Regions from separate parts of the Mus musculus genome. Here region 1 is linked to region 2. The links are chromatin contacts, called in public Hi-C maps. All regions are on one chromosome and are shown on one strand. Each heading gives the region's core, a stretch centred on a gene start, on an enhancer-like site or on the middle of the called end of the contact. The rest is flanking DNA. Distances are from core to core; before and after follow the strand shown. Region 1 overlaps C730014E05Rik (RIKEN cDNA C730014E05 gene). Region 2 holds the start of Adipoq (adiponectin, C1Q and collagen domain containing).

Region 1 (4,602 bases), core at 2,059-4,558, 49 kb after region 2:
TTTTGATGTCCCTAGGTTTTTGCTTAGGACTACTTTGGCTCTCTTTTGTATTTCCATGTAATTGTTAGGATTCTTTTTCATAATTATATAAAGAATGTGTTGGGAATTTTGATATAGATTTTACTGAATCTGTAGATTACTTTTATTAATCCTGCTGTTTTCATACTACTAATTCTGCCAATCCAGGATCATGGATAGTCTTTCTGCCATCCAATATTATTTTTCTCTTGTTTCAGTGTTTTTTGTTGTAGAGGTCTCTCACTTCCTTAGTTAGCTTTACTCCTAGGTAGTTTTTTTGATTTAGCTACTGTGAATGGGGTATTTTACTAATTTATTTCTCAGTAGGTTTGTTGATTACATAGAAAATCCATTTATTTATTTATTTGTTTGTTTATTGTGTGTTTGTTTGCCTGCATGTGTATATGTGTACCACAGGTATATGTGTGCCTGGTGCCTACAGAGTCCAGAAGAGGACTGGAATTGGAGTTGAAAATGGTATGAGTCTCCATATGAGTGCTAGGACCTGAACCTGCATCCTCAGCAAGAACAAGTGCTCTCGACTGCTGAGCCATCTATAGCTCCTCTTGTATCTTTTAGTATGTTGATTTTTTTTGTATCTGCAATTTTATTGAAAGTGTCTACCACATCTAAACTATTTCTGGTGGAGTCCGCAGGGTCTTTTCTATTCAGAACATATCACTGAGCTATAAGGATAAGCGTCTTTCTTTTCTATTGGTGTCCCTTTCATATCTGTTGCCTGTCTTATGGGTTGAGCTAAGATTTTAAACACTATGTTGTAAGCGTGGAGAGGACAGACACCTTTTTTTCACCCCAGATTGTTTTGAAAATGCTTTCAGTTTTCCTCACACTAAGTATAACATTGGAATAGATTTGTCACATATAATCTTTATTATTTTGAGTTGTGTTCAACCTGTCCTTAATCTCTTTCAGGACTTATTAATGAAGGGATGTTGAAGTTTATCAAATACCCTTTTCTGTATCTTTCAAGATGATGATGATGTAAGTTTTGTCCTTGAGTTTATTTCTATATAATTGATTTGCGAATGTTGAATGAATCTCCCCTTACTGAGATGAAATTAACCTGTTCATGGCGTATGATCTTGATTTCTCTCGAATTCAATTTGCAAGTATTTTGTTGAGAACTCTTGCATCTATCTGAACCTTACATTCCTTAGCAATTACTGCTTCACTGGAAAAAAAAAGCAGAGAGAAAATTAAAATGTTTCATTTATTTAAAATATCAGAAAGTGATATTTAAAATTTCATTTAGAATAACAAGCAAATAACCTATGGATATACCTCAAGGCCTTGGAAAAACAAGAAAAATCCAAACCCCAAAACAATAGGCATCAGGAAGCAGCAATGATCAGGGTAAGATGACTGAAATGGAGACAGTGCAAAGACAATGCAGAAAGGTTTTTTGGTTTTGTCTTTTTGCTTTTTGTTTGTTTAGTTTTTTTAAAAGAAAAATCAAATAAGATTGACAAACACATGGCTAAACTAATAAAAAGACCCAAATTAATACAATTAGAGGTGAAGGGGGCCAGTCTATTGATTCTAATACAATATGGAGAATCATGAGGATATATCCCAAAGCTTATATTCCCAGACACTGTACAGTATAAAAGAAATAGACTGATTAATTCCTAGACACATATGATCTATAACAATTACATTAAAAAGATAAAACCAGACAAACAGATCCTTAATGATCAATGAGATTGAACAGTCATGGGAAGTCTTCCAACAGCGACTGTGCAATTCTACCAAACCTTTCTCTTCCCCGAAGAGAGTAGCAATGAAAAACATAACATAATAAGGGATGTGCAGAACAAGCTCATGGCTGCTAGACTAAATGAGGAGACTACTCCTTGAAAACCTGGAAGAAAGGCTGCCCCCACTTCACTCTTGTACAATTTAGTACTTGAAGTCTTAGCTAGGACAGTGTGTGTGTGTGTGTGTGTGTGTGAGAGAGAGAGAGAGAGAGAGAGAGAGAGAGAGAGAGAGAGAGAGAAGGAGGGAGGGAGGGAGGGAGGGAGAGGGAGGAAGGGAGAGAGAAACAAAAAGAGACAAATAGGAAAGTAAGAAGTCAAATTACTCATATTTGCAAATTATGTAAGCCTATAGTTAAAAAAGAAAACAAAAACAAAACAAAACAAAAAAGCAAACAAAAAACCCCAACTCTATGAGAAAACTCTCAGGCCTGCTAGCTACTTTCAGCAAAGTAAGAGGGTACAAAAATCTAGTTAGCAAGCTCAGTAGTTTTTCCATATGTCAATAATAGACATTTCAAGAAAGAAATCAGAAAAATTCCCATCCACAAGAGGTTAAAGTAAAGAATAAGCCTAACTGTGGAGGTAAAATGAAAACTGTTTACAATGAAACTTTATGATATAGAAAAAAATAAATAGAAAAAGCACACAGGCTGAGTGGTGGTGGTGCACACCTTTGATCCCAGTATTGGGAAGCAGAGGCAGGTGGATCTCTGTGAGTTCAGGTCCAGCCTGGTCTATAGAGAGAGTTCCAGGACAGCTAAGGCTATACAGAAAAAAAAAAAAAAAAACCTTTCTCAACAAACAAAACAAAACAAGCCAAAAAAAAAAAAAAACCCCAAAAAACAAAACCAGGCAGACAAACAAACAAACAAACAAAAAAACAAAAAACGTTAAAAAATAGAAGGCTTTCCTAGCTCTTGAATGGCCAGAATTGATCTGACATTGTGAAAATGGTTTTATGACTGAAAGTTATCTAAAGACTCCGTGCAATCCTAATGATGCTCCTCCCATAACTAGAAGTAATAATTTTACAATTAAGGATCTTAAAGAGCCACAGAAACCCTTAACAGAAAGAACAACGCTAGAGTCAACAAGATACCTGATATCAAATCACACTACTCAGCCATCATAATAAAATCAGCATTGTAGTGGCACACAACAATCTCAAATATATAAACCAAATCAAGCGACCCAGGGAAACAGCTCATGCCGCGGTAGCCACTCTATGTCTCTCTTTGCTGTGACAAAAATACGCTTGGCAAAGCAGCTTAAGGAAGGGTTAGCTTGGGCTTAGCGTTTGAGGGAGCAGGCCGTCATGGCAGGTAAGTCTTGAGAGCAGGCATGGGAAACAGTTGTTCGATTTGAATCTGCAGTCAGTAAGCAAAGAAAGATAAAGACTGATGTTTAGCATGCTTCCTCTTTTGTATTCTCAGTGATGAAAGAAGTAACTGTGGGCTTGTTGCGCCAACAAACCTGACTGTGTGGGTTCTTGGTCTTTGGAACTGGTTGGTGGAGTGAATGTGAAAGAGTTTGGAGCTACACACAGGAAAAGCTCCAGAGTGCTGGGTGGGTCGTATAAGGTGATGATCCGGTTGTGAGTTTTGAAGACCAGAATGCAGAGAGAAATGTGGAGAGTGAACGCCAGGATCAGAAAGTTTCAGAAAAGAACAGGGAACTTAGATCAAAGCCATTATTATGCTATTTTGGCAAATAATTCTGGTTTGTATTCTGCCACATTAAAAAAAAAACTTGAATGAGGCTGAGTATCAAGAAACGCAATAAATTGTTTGACAGAGACAAGACAGCACAGCATTTACGGTTACTGATCACCGCACTTAGTGAGAACTGTAGCGAAAATTCAAAGCAGAAAGATGTGAAAGTTTGTGGGTTGACAAAGACGATTGTGACTGAAGTGAAGTGTCAAGATGGGGTGAACAAGATTCTCATGGACAGAGGCACTATAATTGTGATTAACACAACTGGGCAGAAACCAGTACAGGCAAGACCATATCCATTGCCAACCACTGAAAACTCCAGGGTGTAACCATGCCCACACACTCAAAACCTTTTCCTGGAAAAAGTGAATAAGCAGGGATAGCTTTCAGGACATTCTGAGCCAGCAGGGCTGCATCAAGAAATATATCCCAGGCCCTGGCTGCCCCAATTAAACATTAGTTAAATTCCACTAAATTCCCCCCCCTCTCTCTGTTCAAGGTTCATTTGGTGTTTTCATTGGCTTGACCATTTAGGTAGTTGTTTGTATCATCCATTTGTAGATATTACTTTTTACAGAATATTGCAATGTACACCACAGAGACATATAATACACAAAATGACATCCTTTAGAGCAGTTATGAACAGGAGATGCATAATGCATTTACACACTGGAGCTGGGATGTGACTAATTGGGAACTCATTGGCTTAGGCATGTTTGGCCAGGGTTTGCAGCACAGCGACACAACCAGGCTCACGGGATAATTGAAGCCTGCACACAGTTGGCAGTGTGACTTGGGGACAGTGGGACTGTCACAGTAACCAGGTTACCGCTACACAAGTACCACTGTAGCGTCAAGGTAAAGTAATAGGAACTGAGGTTTTCCGCAGGCTACCTTAAAAGCTGTGAGAAGTGAGGTTTTCTCTGGGCCACCTTAACACAACCGCACTAACCACAGCTCAGAGGAGGAGACAGTGTGTGGTCTCCATAGAGATCCTGCTGCAACCTAGACAGTGAAGTGCTAGGATTGCTGTCTGGATCCCCCAGAGCATAGCTTCACTCTTCTTCAGGTGGGCCTCCTCTTCAGGAGTC
Region 2 (4,548 bases), core at 316-2,815:
AAGCGAAAGACAGTAACACACATACAAAATAAGTAAGAAAATGCAACAACAGCAACAACAACAACACACACACACAAAGTAAGCAAAACGCTAAGGGAAAGATAGAGAGTGATACAGCTTTGAGTTGCTGTAGTTCTTCTCTCTCCTTTGCTTCATACAGTTTGCTTGGGAAGTGTCCAGGGCCATGGGGTCACAACTAACAGCCCTTGGAAATGAGCTTGTGTCCTTAATCTTCATGACCTAACGTGATTTCTCTAGAAACATCAGTGCATTAACAGGAAGACAAGATGGAAGATCATATTTTGGCTCTCCTTCCTTGGTGGGTTGACACTGCTGGTCCTATCCACTAGTAAAAGCATGACTCTTAGGCTCTGTGTGGCCAGTGGAAGGTGGCAGTTGGAGGAAGCAGATGCTTGGCCAGCCTTTGCCTGGGAGCAGTCTAGCTCTGAGTGTCTTATTGGAGCAGCTGCTGGCATCCAGAGTTCTTTTTGGATTCACGATTTAATTCAAAAGCTTTGTGCTCCCGAGAATCAGCTCTGGTCTTTCAAAAATAAGATGTGAGTCCGCCGAGAGGCTCCCAAGGTATTGCCTTGCCAACTGCAAGCCTTTTAGGAGCAGTTTAGTGAGTGGTGACTGCTAGTTGCAGTTGGCTGTTAGCCCAGAGCTAATAATAGATAGAAAAGGTATATACTTAAGGAGTCTGGAAACTGAGGTTTATCTACTCACAGAAAATGAGTTTCTAAAAAACTAGCTTGAAACTTACCCAGAAAAATCTTAGAACATGGTTCTCCAATGTCAAGGTAAGTGTTCTGTGACACTGGGCTTGAATTATGTAGGGACCACAGATTTTAGAATTTGGACCCCTGAACTTGCTTCACACCCCACCAGGAACCTTCCTGTACAACAGCCCTCAGAATTCATCTACATGGTCTTTTCTCAGTATGGGATCCGGTCTAGCAAGTGGAGCACACCTTCTATTGCTTAAAGATTTGTTTATGTATATGGGTATTTTGGCTGCATGCATATTTGCACACCAAAAGAAGGCAGCGGATCCCATGGAATTACTGTGGGTGCTGGGAATTGAACTCAGGACCTCTGGAAGAATAGCCAGTGCTCTTAACCACTGAGCCATGCCTGCAGTCCATCTATTTTTTATTCTAGTACAGCCCCTCTTCATTCTTACTGAAATAGTAATGCCTGAACCACACAGCTTCACATTTAGTTACAAAGAAAGAGTGGGAGTATCATGTGACAATTAGTGTTGTTGACTCTCCAGGACAAACTTATGGGAAAGGGAGGTCTCCTGACCCCTGAACAATCATTTTACTTGAGGATAATTTTCATTGCACTCAGAAACATGCTGAATTATTGTCCTTACCCTTGCCCCATCTCTTGCTCTGGTAGAGAATGGCCAAAGCCTGGAAACAGGATGGCTTGACAGAAGCTCTACTTGGCTTCCCAGACCCAAGCTGGATTAAACCAGGTTCCCTAAGGAGTCTTAAGGCAGCTGCCAGGAGCAAGGGGCCCACTCATTGGCTATTGGCCTTGACTGGGTTGGCCAATGGTAAGCTGGGGTCTGCCTGTCCCCATGAGTACCAGACTAATGAGACCTGGCCACTTTCTCCTCATTTCTGTCTGTACGATTGTCAGTGGATCTGACGACACCAAAAGGTAAGAACAATTCTATATTCTCGGCTGGCTGGGTATGAATGCAGAATCCCACTTGGGCTGTGTTCAGATTTTGCTCTCTGCAGCAGTGTGAAGGTAGATGTTGAGAAAACTCAGGCCTTGGAAACATGGTTGGGGCAGATAAGCTTTGGGGCTTTTCTTTAACTCTTCAAAGCTCTAAGAAAGAAACAATAACCTTTCGGTCCACAAGCTTGAGCCTAACCGGAAGTTTGCCCTGTTCATTTGATGGCAGGATGCCCACTGCAAAAAGAACCTGGAGATAGTGAGGTAGGAGGGTCGATCCACAGATGAGACTCTGTTGGAAAGTGGGATCTGTTGCTTCTCGGCTTTAAGAGTTACAGTGACAGGAGAAGCAGGCAGAGAGGGCAGCCCGAGGAAGTCCAGTTGAGGTCAGACTGTAGGATCTGTCTCTATCACTTAGTTCTACTGAGCAGATATGCACGGAGCATGCGCTGTAGAACACTTTGTCAGGGCTGTGAGTGAAAACATGGGTGTGCTCGGAGGAGTTGGGGACATCTGTCTGCATAGAGACATTTTAGGGGATTGGGTGACACAAAGTGGTGAGAACCTGGAAAATAGTGGCAATCTGGACAGAAAGCCTCATTTTGAAAGATATTTTCTGACAGAGGCACTGCACCTGCTTTGTCGTTGTTAAACCTAATTCTTGCTCCATGAACACAGCATCGGAACCATGGAGGTAGAGGAGATGAAGGAGGGAGGGGTTTGGAAGTCAAGGCAGCCTCTTGTGTGTCATGATACGTAAGTCCCTCGTCTGAAGAAATTTTGTTTTTGAGACTGGGTGTCACTATATATTCCTGACTGGCTTGGAATTTATAAAGACCAGGCCATCACTGAACTCACAGGGATCCACCTGCCTCCCTGGCTCCCAAGTGCAGGGAGCAAGTGCATGCTGAGAATGGGTTCTGAATCAAGCCTCACAAGAGGAGCCACCTCACTCCCCCTGTGATGTCATTCAAAAGGATGGCAGAGAATTTGATCAGAGTCATTCTGTGGACAAGAGGGCAGGTGGAGCAGGCCAGAGGGGCGTGAGAGTGCATCTTGGTTCTTGGAGCAGTTTGGTTCCCAAGGCTTAGTGAGAAATCCTTGATGCCTCTCTCCCTGTGTTTCGAGGAATCTTACAAGGCACAGGGCTTGCTTCTAGCCTTGTGTGTGTGATCCTGTGTGCATGTGTATGTGGAAGCCAGAGGGGTCTCTCCATATGAGGTGTCTTTCTTAATCTCTGCCTTATTTTTTTGAGACAAGGTCTCTCAGAACCTGGAGCGTGACGAAGAAGGCCAGACTGAGGTCATTGATCTCTAGGGATATTCTTGTCTCTGTCATCCCCTACCCCAGTGTCAGGGTTAAAGGTGACAGCTTTTGACATGAATTCTAGGGATCTAAATTCAGGTCCTCATGCATCTGCAGAAAGCACTAATCAACACAGCCATCTCCCAAGCACTTAAAATTTTATTTGTGCAAGTGCGTGCGTGCTTGCGTGCATGCGTGTGTGTGTGTGTGTGTGTGTGTGTGTGTGTGTGTGTGTGTATTAGTGCTTTCTTGAGAGAGAATGTGCAAGCACACACAAGAGTCTAATGTGTGCAGACACGCTCATTCTATGGCAGGCACATGGAGGTGAGAGGGTAACTTTTGGGAGTCGTCCCTTTCCTCCTCTCTTGTTTCTTCTGCTCGTCCACCCACCGTCAGCCTCAGGAGACTGTGATCGCCACCGCATCTTGCTTTTTATGGGAGATCCAGGGGTTGAATTCAGGCTGTCATCCTTGCCCAGGAAGTGCGTTCTCCTTAGCCCTCATTTTTGTCATTTTCCAAGGAGGTTACAGAGATAAACATTCCAGCTGCTTGTCAACTCAGAGGACCGGTAGTCCCCATGTGCTCTGCTAAAGTCAGGAGGTGCTATCTTTTGGAAAGCAAAGGCTTCAATCAGGAGCTCGCCCTACAAGCTTCATGGAGGGATGCTCTGCTTTGCTGGTTTCTTGAGAGTGTACAAGTGTGTGCACACATATATACCGGACATGAGAATGCTACCGACTTTCCAAAGGCTGAGTGACACCTTCCAGATAATCTTAGGAGCTAGACAGAGGTGCCTGAGCTCCTGGCACAGCCATTTATGATTGGGTTGTGCCATTGTGAAATTACAAATATTAACTTAATTTTTATCTGGTTTTGCTTGTTTATTGTGTGCTTCTGAGGTTTGAGCTTAGGGCTTCATACACATTGGGCAAATGCCCCTCCACTGAGCTCTACCCTCGGGTACCACTTCATGAGTGAAGGTGAAAACAACCAACAGGCCAGGTGTCCAGCACACAGAGCGCTTCCATGAGGATGTAGGAAATGCACTCAGTCTTTCTGTTTCTACAAGCAAGGATGGGAGGTCCTGGAGTTGCTTTTGGCTCTGGCATTTCTCTGTGTTTTGTTGTCTTTACTGGCTGGGGGCGTTGACCTCTTCTCTCTCTCCTTGTAGCCTAATCTCTGCCAGTCCCAGAGGAAACTCCAGTCTTGAATTTCACAAGATTCTGGATGTTGGTGCTAAAATGCCAGCAGGTCAAAGAGGAATTTCACATCCCCTTCACTATACAGTGGTCCTGAAACATGCAGCCATCCCTCTGCATAACTCATGTGTGGTTTGCTAGGAAGGCCAGTGGGTCATTGGATGACATGTTCATTTTTTAAACATTTTGAGACAGGGTTTCTCTGTATAACAAATAGCAGAGCTCTCTCTATCGACCAGGCTGGCCTCAAAGTCACATCGATCAGCCTGCCTCTGCCTTCCAAGTGCTGGGATTAAAGGTGTGCACCACCACGCCTGGTCCTACCTGGTTGCTTCTTATTTTGGCAGAAATG

Evidence for each region. A called contact is a pair of places that touch in the nucleus more often than the background predicts.
Region 1: a Hi-C map of liver shows a contact between it and region 2, with 4 times the contacts expected there. The contact joins the enhancer-like site here to the promoter of Adipoq in region 2. A contact is called at or near these places in 5 of 39 promoter capture datasets (epiblast stem cells, liver, macrophages and 1 more), 1 of 15 datasets of contacts at CTCF or cohesin (the NIH/3T3 cell line), 13 of 484 Hi-C or Micro-C datasets (the CH12 cell line, the HPC-7 cell line, bone marrow-derived dendritic cells and 5 more), 4 of 115 datasets of contacts at active chromatin or transcription factors (the SCID.adh cell line, embryonic fibroblasts, embryonic stem cells and 1 more) and 1 of 9 other capture datasets (adipose tissue).

The regions. Positions count from the first base shown.
Region 1 is chr16:23,192,548-23,197,149 of GRCm38.p6, forward strand. C730014E05Rik (RIKEN cDNA C730014E05 gene) reads left to right here. Exons shown (of 3, transcript NR_155420.1): 2 at 952-1,020. It also overlaps the pseudogene Gm15746. Among named protein-coding and RNA genes, the nearest start is that of C730014E05Rik, 20 kb to the left of the region's middle. Within about 2 kb of position 3,309, at least 26 of the 459 cell types and tissues checked have an H3K27ac peak or open chromatin away from gene starts, as enhancers often do. A contact at or near this core is called in liver, where this site is marked.
Region 2 is chr16:23,144,971-23,149,518 of GRCm38.p6, forward strand. Adipoq (adiponectin, C1Q and collagen domain containing) reads left to right here and starts at 1,566. Exons shown (of 3, transcript NM_009605.5): 1 at 1,566-1,671.